Regions from separate parts of the Mus musculus genome. Here region 2 is linked to region 1. The links are chromatin contacts, called in public promoter capture Hi-C maps. All regions are on one chromosome and are shown on one strand. Each heading gives the region's core, a stretch centred on a gene start, on an enhancer-like site or on the middle of the called end of the contact. The rest is flanking DNA. Distances are from core to core; before and after follow the strand shown. Region 1 holds the start of Ube3c (ubiquitin protein ligase E3C). Region 2 overlaps Ube3c (ubiquitin protein ligase E3C).

Evidence for each region. Promoter capture Hi-C pulls out the DNA fragments that hold promoters and counts their contacts.
Region 2: a contact with region 1 is called in a promoter capture Hi-C map of embryonic stem cells, with 4 times the contacts expected there. The contact joins the enhancer-like site here to the promoter of Ube3c in region 1. A contact is called at or near these places in 7 of 39 promoter capture datasets (the HPC-7 cell line, HPC-7-derived erythroid cells, embryonic stem cells and 3 more), 1 of 15 datasets of contacts at CTCF or cohesin (CD8 T cells), 5 of 484 Hi-C or Micro-C datasets (Th1 cells, embryonic stem cells, liver and 2 more), 3 of 115 datasets of contacts at active chromatin or transcription factors (a beta-TC-6 cell line, embryonic stem cells and intestinal villus epithelium) and 1 of 9 other capture datasets (pancreatic islet).

What each region holds. Positions count from the first base shown.
Region 1 is chr5:29,566,545-29,572,157 of GRCm38.p6, reverse strand. Ube3c (ubiquitin protein ligase E3C) reads right to left here and starts at 2,916. Exons shown (of 23, transcript NM_133907.3): 1 at 2,578-2,916. The coding sequence starts at 2,643.
Region 2 is chr5:29,623,245-29,628,609 of GRCm38.p6, reverse strand. All of the region lies in intron 13 of Ube3c (ubiquitin protein ligase E3C), which reads right to left. Among named protein-coding and RNA genes, the nearest start is that of Ube3c, 57 kb to the right of the region's middle. Within about 2 kb of position 3,144, at least 18 of the 459 cell types and tissues checked have an H3K27ac peak or open chromatin away from gene starts, as enhancers often do. A contact at or near this core is called in embryonic stem cells, where this site is marked.

The DNA of each region.
Region 1 (5,613 bases), core at 1,667-4,166:
CTACTCAGATTTCTCAGGTTCCACACATGTCTGAACCCCACAGGAACCTTGGCATTCTGTTCCTCTGTCTTCTCCTAGCTTAAGCACACACCTGGAATAATCTGTACTGAAGATTTCCTCAACTCACCCCTCAGAGGTTGAGACTCAGCTCACAGGTGGAAACCATGATCCAGCCAAGATTTCCTCTCCAGAAGATTGCCTTGGAGATCAAGGCACTCAACTAGGAAACCATATATGGGCACTGCTTGGCTAGAATAAAATAAATGGACAGGACCTATATACAGAGACAAAGTCAAGAATGCAACTCAAAGAGAATAGCTGACCTAAACTACCTTGGTACCGGTAGCATAGAAACTGGACAGTTTTTGACTTGCACATTTTATGAAATATCATCATGCCTCTCACAGGCTTTTTGTTTATTTGCTTTTCTGCACTTCGTTTCAATGGATTTTTGTACTTGCAATCAAACTGACTACTAAGATAGTCTTCTATACACACACAAAGCTACCAAATAAACTGTGCCATGAGGATGTATCCTGATTTCAGAAGCACTGACCCAGAGCTGGGCCTGTTGCTGCATTCCTGTCTGTGATTCCTGCACTTGGAAGGCAGAGGCAGAAGGACTGTACATAAATCTGAGGCCAGAGTGGGCTACACAGTGAGTCTGAGGCCAGTCGGATTCCAGTATAAGGTCCTGTCTCAAACAATATACATGTAGATAATGGTAGAACTGAAGCACTGGAACCCACCACACACCTACTTCAAACTTTCTACATTGTCCCTTCAAACCCATCCTACTACTTCCCACCTTTCTAGAGCATGTCAACCAATTCTGTGTTTCTGTATTAGCCTGAAAGAAGTACAAAAACAATTGAAATAAACAAACAAAAAAACCAGTCATTAGTACACCATAACTTTTCAAGGTTTAAATCTTATCTCCCCAACAAACTCCCCAATAAACTCATCAAGTCTTGGACTTTTCCAGCATATAGTTCTTAAAGATAATAAACATAAAAATATTCATTAACTTTGAAAAAGGAAAAGATCAATTTTCCACTAAGCTGAAGAAGGGAAAGATTTCAAATTATAATTTAAGACATGAATGAAGTATACTAGAATGGCCATTAATTCCAAAGACTCTTAATATCACTTACTGGCCAGGATCTGAGTCAGTGGTGCCCTCAGACTGCTGGCTGTAGGGTAGTGGGCACATCAACTCGGGAAGTAACGGGCAGTGTGCACCAGCAGAACACAGTGTAAGCAACATCCACCAAAGCACCCATGAAAACCAGGATGGGTTAATTATGGTTTTTTCAGGTCCTGAACTAACAGGGACACAGTGGGATGGAAGAATCTATCAAAGAAAGCACCTAGCTCAAGAAGCAAGGCACAGAGGCTGACCAAGCTTCATCTGACCTCGTTTGCACGAAGCTCAACGTTAAAAGTGACCTGTAGAAACTGGTCAGAAAAGCAGTTTGCTTGGTGAAGAACAATTATGGGTAGGATGGGACATTCGTTTTCAGGAGTGACCATTTACAAATGTGTGTCCAGATAAAAATCCTTTATAAAATGAAGCTGGAGCAAAGGCTCAGCAACACTGCTCTCAAACGTACAATAATTTGGGGGAAAAAAAAAGACAAAAAATTTTACATTAAAGGGCTAGGGAGATGGCTAAGCAGTTAAGGTCACTTATTGCTTTTACTGAGGGTCTGGGTTTTCTTCCTACTACCCACATGTCAACTCACAAGTGTCCTTAACTCCAGTTCCAGGAGATCGGAAGCCCTCTTCTGACCTCTGCGGGAACTAAGCAAGCCTGTGGTGCACATTACATACATGCAGGCAAACACTCATATGTATAAATTTTTAAAATAAAGCTTTAAAATTTCGCCTAATGGGAAAAAAAAATCCTTTTAACAACTCTAGGGATCCTGTCTGGATTCCGGGCTCGGCCTAGAGCATCACGGCCGATTGCCTTCATCCTTCAGACAGCCCCAAAAAGCCGACCAGTGTCAAAACCATCACCAAGCAAAGGTCCAAAAGCGACCGGGGCCTCAGGCCTCAGGCAGGCAAAACTCTGTATTGCTCCGAGTGGGGCAAGCTAAAGCGCGATGCAGATTACAAAGACCTTGTCCTACCTGCCCCCTCCCACTTCACAGGCACGAGGGACTCTTCCCTAAGCTGTTCTTGAGGGCAAGGCACTCACTCCAAGCTTTGTGAGGAGCGGGTATGTCAAGTTTATAGCTTGTAAAGAGTTCTTAAAGGGCGGAATGGGGGCGGGGGCACCTGCCTCGCCCTGCTGGACAGCTAACTGTGTAACGCCCCCAGCCAGACTGCCAGTGCACGTGCTTCCAGGTCAAAACTGCGGCCCTTGGGCAGGCGGCCGCGAGGTCGCAATGAATGACCCAGCCGCTCAGTCCGCGGCTCGACAGCGCTCCTCTGGAGCCTCCTCACAAACCTGTCAGGACTGCACCGCAGCCGCACCCGGCTGGAGCTCGCTCCACACCTTACAGCGGAGCAGCGCCGCCTGGGTGCTGTCAGACCCGGGTTCGGTTAACACCTCGGGCCGCACCGCCTCACCTTCCTGCTCGCGCCACCGAGAGACACTTTGGGCCTTGTCTTGAAGTCGCCTTCGAAGCTGAACATCTTCGCCGCTTATCCCATCTGCGCGGCCCGGCAGGCAGCGGAGCGGCCGGGGGCGGGCCCGGCGGGCTGGGCGGGGCCCGGCAGGGTCGCGGCCTCGCTGTCCCGCGCCGCCCCCCCCGAGGCTCAGCGCTCTCCGCCCTGCACGCGGGCGCGAGCGCGGCGACGCTGGAGGCCGGCCTGTCCCCGCTGCTTATTTATCCACAGCGCGCCACCGTCAAGCGAGGGACGCCCCGACTCGCGCCTGCACCGCGCTGCCGTAGGTACCAAGATGGTGACCGCCCGCACTGCGCGCGCGGTCCCGTGAACGTGCGCGGTCATCGACGGCGCGGCGCTCCTCCCGGCAGCCCCCGCGAGCGCGGGCACCGACGCCAGGGCCGCCATCGATAATACGGTGCTCCTCCCGGCAGCCCTTGGACTTGCCTGCGTGCGCGGCTCCGCGGGTGCAACATCCTTCCGCGCGTGCGTCATGCCACCAGACGATTTCCGCCGCCCGCCGCCCATTGACGCCGACCGGGTCGCGCGCACTGCTGGAGACCGGAAGCCCTGCATAAGAGGCCGCTTTCACCCTCCAGCTAGATGTGGGGGAACAGGTTACTAATGCAGAGACTCTACACCATGACAGACAGAGACGAATAATATATGTTATACGAACAAAGGTATTCGTGAACACACACCATACAAATACACAAATGCACACCAACAAATGAAAGTTATATTCATATATATATTCACATATTCATATATATATATATAAATGCATGCCAAATGTATAAATGCATCATAAATACATAATGCACAAATATACCCTATCATATATCTATACACTTATGCATGTTTAATATATGTATGTACATGTATAAAAACGTGCTATTACATATACATAAGCACAAACATAAATATACACAAAGTAATGTAAATGAATCGATGTCATATACAACATATATACATACACATATGTCATACAAACCAACATAAATATATATCATGTATGCATGCATATATACACATATACATATGCATAAAACAGTATGCATATACATAGAGTTTAACACAAATACATGCCATGGCATGCATAAAAAAAATATATATTATGCATATATGTCATGTACATGCACAGTATTATATAGTATATGCTCTGTGTACATACATATATGTTATGTATATTGTGTATACACAAGTATATATACAGATACATAAATATATCACATACACATGCATTACCATGTGCACATGATAGAAGACATCTTGTTTTGCTTTGTTTTTGTTTCTTCTTCAAAAGATTTATTTATATGTATGAATATTTGACCTGCATGTATATTACGTGTCTGTGAATTATGTGTGTGTGCTTGGTACAAGACAGTGCATTGGATCTCTTGGAACTGGAATTGCCATGTAGGATCTGGAACTGAAACCAGTTCTTCTGCAACAAGTGCTCTTAACTTATGAGCCATGTCTCCAGCACAGTTTAATTTTTTGTTTTTGAAATAAGGTCTCACTGTATAGCCCTAGCTGGCCTGGACCTCACAGTGATCCTCTATCCACTGCCTGTTAGTGTTAGGATTAAAGATCTGTACCACCATACAAGCCAGTCCTCTTTTTAATTAAAAAAATGTACATTTTAGTTTACTTAGTGTTTATGGGGTAGGGTGCATGCCATGATGTGCATGTGGAGGTCAGAGTACAACTTGTCTCTCTTTCCACTATATGGGTACCAGGAATCAAACTCAGGTCATAAGACTTGGTAGCAAGCAACTGGTACTTTTCATCTGTTCTATCATTTTACCAGTTCTCTCTCTCTCTCTCTCTCTCTCTCTCTCTCTCTCTGTCTCTCTCTCTCTCTCTCTCTCACTGGCTCTGTGTGTGTGTGTGTGTGTGTGTGTGTGTGTGTATGTACACATATTTGAATGTCAGAGGATAATTTATAAGAGTCTGTTCTCCACTACCAAGTGTATTCAAGAGTGTGAGTTCAGTCGTCAGGCTTGATGGGAAGCACATTTACTGCTGAATCATCTTGCCAACCTCAAGTTTAGTGCTGTATTGGCAACAGTGACAAGAGCCCCAATATTTTTGTAATTGTTTGAATAAATATGTAATGACTAAAAGGCCGGGGGAAGAGGTAGATCAAAATCCTATAGATACAGATTCCTACTTAACAGATGGTGTGACATTACTACACACTAAGGAAGCCATGGAGACAGAGCTCTCATTCTATTGAGAATTCAGAATGAATGCAGAACTACCTGCAACATGCCTTGGCAGTTTCTCTAATAAAGATTTTTTTGTTTTGTTTTTTGTTTTTTGTTTTTGTTTTGTTTTTCAAGACAGGGTTTCTCTGTATAGCCCTGGCTGTCCTGAACTCACTTTGTAGACCAGGCTGGCCTTGAACTCAGAAACCTGCCTGCCTGTGCCTCCCGAGCGCTGGGGTTAAAGGCATGTGCCACCATGCCTGGCTCTAATAAAGATTTAAACACAAATTCTTACCATATGAACTAGCAATTGTCCAGGAGTAAGGAGGGCTGTGACTGAAACCACACCTGAACATGACACTTGCAGCAGCTTTGTAATTGCCCAAATCTGGAAACAACCAAACAGCAAAAGGAGAGTAACTATTGTACAACACCTGAGATGGCCTTTGAGAACAGGATTTTACACTGATGAAACACTAGTGCCCAAAGGTCACACTGGTACCATGAAATTCCATTTAGAACAGAGCCACGGTATGAGAGTTGCAGGCAAGGTAGAGGAGAGCGCAATAGTCTCTGGTGCCAGGAAAATCAGTAGTTGTGATAGTGGTTGCACAAAAGTACACGTGACAAGGTGACCCAAGTCAGTTTGGGTGACACAGAACTATTTGGAGGAGACATTGAATGTGTTGTTATCTTGTTTGTGGCAGTGATACCATTGGGTGTATACTCAGAAATAATCAGTACACATTAAATACAGATATCTGCCCCTTCTACATAATTTCAA
Region 2 (5,365 bases), core at 1,895-4,394, 56 kb before region 1:
AGGTATTTAATTAATCTCTGGTCTACCCTGGGTAAGTCGTATACAACTACTTTCTACTACTAATAAACACTTTGGACAAGTAAGGACTCTATCTCATCAAGAACTGATGTGGGGGAAAGCCTTCATCATACAGAACCATGTCACTTAAAACTCCCACACTCAAGCCGGGCGGTGGTGGCGAGCGCCTTTAATCCCAGTACTCAGGAGGCAGAGGCAGGTGGATTTCTGAGTTCGAGGCCAGCCTGGTCTACAGAGTGAGTTCCAGGACAGCCAGGGCTACACAGAGAAACCCTGTCTCAAAAAAAAAAACAAAAACAAAAACAAAAACAAAACAAAACCTCCCACACTCTGAACACTCAACCCTGAGCTAAGGCAGAGTCTGGGCCCTAGGCTCAACACCAGCCCACTGCCCAGTCCTGACTCCTCATGGCTCCCAGCAGCATCTGGGTGTTCAGGAGGTTGGGAACCCCAGCTTGCCTTCCTGTTTCTCACCCAGGCTGGGGCCCCCATCTTGGGCTATGTTTGTAGCCTAAAACCTCCCAAGCTGTGTTCACACACACCAATTGCAGTGAGGCAGAACACGGACCCACAGAGAACCAACTCCCACAAGTTGTACTATTACCTTCATACATGCGCTGTTGTATGTACCCCCCCAAATATGTGTAAACATATCATTTATAAAATCTTCAAGTGCCAATTTCACATAAATATGAATCAACTTTAAAAAAAATATAAGCAGGTGGCTGGAGAGATAGCTCAGCAGTTAGGAGTGCATACTGCTCTTCCAGAGGACCTGAGTTTAGTCCCTATCATCAACACTGTGGGTTCCTCACAGGTACCTATTACTCCAGTGCCAAGGGATCTAATGCCTTCTTCTCAATTTCTGATGTAACTTGCACTCATGTGCACATACCTACAGACACATAATTAAAAACAATAAAATCTTGGAAAAAAGTAAGTAGTATAAGTCTGTCCAAAATTTTAGGAGGTAAAATGATCTTTTAAAAGCATATACAATTTATGTACAATCCAAATACACCAGGCAATCTGTATTCTCATCTGGCACAAGTATTGTTAATACTCGTAGACGCTAACCAACATTTTCCCTCCATGTGAACTATTTTTCTTCTCAAAGAAAAATATAAAATTTAACAAACCATGGAAATATGATTGGATTCACTCTCACATTACTTTTGTCCACACACTCAGCAATGAAATGCCAACCATGATGCAAACTTTAGCAAAAAGGATGGACAAGTCTGCATAGGTAGCCCACAGAAAACACACAACTTTACTCAAGATGATGAAGGTAAGAACAACTGGAGAGATGGCTTTAAACTATCATCTTTAAACAGATGCCCAGTGCAAAATTCACAAGATAGTTTTTCTTTCTAATTACTCAATCAAAATTTCTGGAAAACTGTACCAAATAGAAAGACTCTAAGACTCTTAGATGTAAGTTGTAACAAAGTTATAGGTATACCCATCTTAGGAAACTTTGAACAAAGGTTATAAAAACTTGCCCAAAGTGAGTTTTCTACAGATTCAAGCTTGTGGTTCCCAGCCTCTACAACACATGGAGATCACCTGGGAGGGTAACAAATATCCACATAGGGGGCATCACCACTCACACCTCAGTCCAGAATGGTTTAAGTGGAGCTAGCAAACTGCCACTCTGAACTGTTACAGAGAGGAGTCTGAAGGACTTGAGAACCAATGTGATTTATAAGAAATAAAAGCAAAGAAGCATACTTTAGAATGACCAGCTGCACCTGTAACACAGTATTAGCAGCTTTTATAAATACGACATATATATGCTTGATGTATTAACTGCTGCCCCTCATCCTAAATCAGTGATTTACAATAAATGTTCAGAATAAAAATAACTCAGTCCTTGGAAATGAACACAGTAATTATGCAAGCATTCACATTCACATGCAGCACAGTAATACCTTACAAACTGGTTTCCTTCAACCCCAATATTAAAATTAAAAAGTTAGTCACTAGAAACATACAGATTTCTTATGGAAGTCCCAGCTGACAAGTGCCCAGTTACAGATTATACATTAATACAGACTATTTTTTACAAGATCCTTATGTTTATAGAGTTCTGGTTTTGATGATGACAGGAAATCCTGCTGACAGATTGAGAAGCTCAGGGGAATGTCCTACTAGCTATCATAACATAACTAGATATAATACTATCATGTTGTAAATCCATCTGTAAACTGAATGACAACACTTGGATGGAGATGACTGGTATACATACAGCCTATTTTGAAAAGCAACTGCAAGATAAAAGTATAATAATTAAAACCAAACAACATAGCTATTTTTTTCTTCCCTGACACTAAGGATTTAATCTAAAGCCTCATGTTTTCTGGATAGGGGTTTAACCACTGAAATATATTCCCATTTTTATTTTGAAACAGAGTCTCACTCACTAAGTTGTCTAAGTGGACCTTACCCCCCCCACTGGAGCCCAGGAAGCCACAAACTTGCAGTCCTGCCTAGTGCCCGAGATTCCCCAGTCTATGCTGGCTGGTCTAGCAACAGGCACAAGCAGCAGCACACACGTCTAGATACTGAAAGGGGCAAATGTACAAGGTGGTAAATACATGAAAGGAGAACTTTTTAAAGCCTTGATTTCAAATGACGAACACATTCAAAGGTGTAAAGAACACACAGCCTCACAGGGCATTTTTCCCGATGCTGTAAAAGTTGCCCGTCTGGAGGCCACCACAGCTGCACTTCCTGTGGCCACAGATAGTCATGAAAACCAAGCCTTGGAGAATGGGCTCGAGTGATAAAGAACAACTCACACCCACCGCCCGAACTCCTCAGTGGGGAAACCCATGGACCGTGCCCGGGGCCCTTAGGTAACTATGAAAACCAGGCCATAGAGAGCATGCGTGTGCATGCAAGTGTTCAAGAAAGGCATGAAATAATGTGTGGAACGCCCTAGCTGTAATAGGCTGAATTTAGCTTAAAAACTCCAGTCTGGTACAGCAAAATCACTCACCTTCCGAGGGCCCAGCAGAGAAAACTTCTTGCTGAGAAATAATCTGCTTGGACCCCAAGCGGATGCTCAGGCGGACACGCGCCTCTTAGACAACAAAGCCTGCACTGCCCGCTCAGCTCCAGAGGTTCCGAAAGCATGGAACATCGAGCTGCATTTACCAGCTTGCTGCCGGGAGCTAGGCTATGCCCTCCAGGCTGGAAAGGTTAGTAAAGAGCGGGTGTGAGAATGAAAGAACAAACGAACCAGTGTGGGCCTGTTTTACCATTTATTTGCCTTTTGCTGTTTATGAATAAATAAAAGTACTAGAACCTTGGTTTCGAGGAATTTGCTTTATGCCACGTTTTACGGCAGTGGCAGTTCAGTGACAAAAGGAATGTGAGAAAACTAGTGGCATGCTGTTACAGGAGCACCACCTGACACAAGAGACTCTCTTACAGGAAATGGAACGAACACAATGAGTTTACTGCAAGCCCTCATTACACAATGATACTGCCCAGGCCCAGTCTCAGTTCTCTGCCATTCCCTAGCACTGGGCAGCCAGCATTGAGTTACTTAAGGAATCAGTAGTTAAGGCTTGAAATGCTGCTCTGAGTACACGCAATCCCATTTTACATACCTCTCAGTTATCACTTGTTAAACATAATGCATTTTGAAGGACAGGATTTTCTTCAATGTTTTAAATACTACAAAATGGTTTTCCTTAAGTATTCATTTCAACTAGCCACAAAAAAGTAAAACAATGCAAAACCACCCAGCCCATCTCAAGAATAAGGATAGGCAAGAACAGATCTTCAAAAATAGAACACAGGTCCATCACTCAAGAGACTCCTGTGAAAATGTACATCAGGATCCTCGCCAGGACACTGGCTGCATCCATTCACTCTGTTCAAAAGTTGGGTTGTTGCACCTCACCTCACAGATCCGGAGCAGCCATGCTAGCAAAGCTATCACCATCCTCTGAATAGATATCTATTACACTCTGCCTTGGAAGAAGAAAAGCCCAAATTCTTACTTAACAAATGTGAAATGTCCAGGTTACTACAAGACTATTAGTTTTCAGCCAGGCTCAGACACAAGCTGAAAACTAAACTCTGTATAGGCTGTTTAACAGTTGTGCTAGCCCATAGGAGAAAGCTGTTCATTTAGAAGAAAGCAACATTAATTTATTTAAGTTCTTGAACTTATTTTTCACAGAAAGCCTTATCTAGTTCAGTTACTCTACCAAGACAACATAATTATGTTTGATTTTAAAAAGTATAAAGCAACAATCTCCAATTTTGGAATGCGTTTTTCAATAAAATTTTAATTATGGGGAAAAAAAAGTTGGGCTGTTGGTTGTCTTTTTTTCTTCAGAGCTGGGTACAGAACCCATCTGCTTGGCAAATGTTTTACTTACTACTAAGCCACATTTTCATACCTGGGTAGCTTTTTAATAATGTTTTTGAAATAAATAAATAAATAGTAACTATAAATAAAATTGGGTTTTATGATACGTTCATATATACAGTGTGTTTTAAGCACATTCATCTCCTCCTTAATCTTTCCTACCCCTACCCAGTTTCCTTTCCTCATTCTCTGCTTTCATGTCTTGTGAGTGTGTGTGTGTGTGTGTGTGTGTGTGTGTGTGTGTCCAGTAAGATTTGTTACAGTTGCTAACAGGAGCACAGATGAGAGGTTACAAAATCACGAGCACCTTACCAGGGGCTATAATACTCAGGGAATGTCCCCCTCTTTCATGAATTGCCTATGTTAAATCTTATTTCAGGAGACCTTCCCACTTCAATGATAGGCTACTGAAGGACCTAATATTGTGAAGACAAGCATAGCTGATGTGAGTTCAAGAGTGCAGCAGCCAGGGCTGGAGAGATGGCTCAGCAGATGAGAGCAGACTGCTCTTCCAGAGGTCCTGAGGTCAATTCCCAGCAACCACATGGTGGTTCACAATCATCTGTAATAGAATCTGATGCGCTCTTCTGGTGTGCCTGAAGACAGCTACAGTGTACTCATATGCATAAAATAAATAATTCTTTAAACAAAATCAGCATTCCACACCTATTCCCTTCCTCTAATTCTTACATTCTTCTACTATGTTCCACAGCCTTGGATATTGTAGTGGTCTGAATGAAAATGGCCCCCATAGACCCAAAGGGAGTGGCACTATTAGGAGGTATTGCTGGAGTATATGTGGCTTTGTTGGAGGAAGTGTGTCACTGAGGTTAGGCTTTGAAGTTTCAAATATTCAAGCCAGGCCCAGTGGCATGCTCTCTTCTTGCTGCCTTCAGATGTGAATGTAGAACTCCTAGCTACTTCTCCAGCACCATGTCTGCCTGCATGCCTTGACAA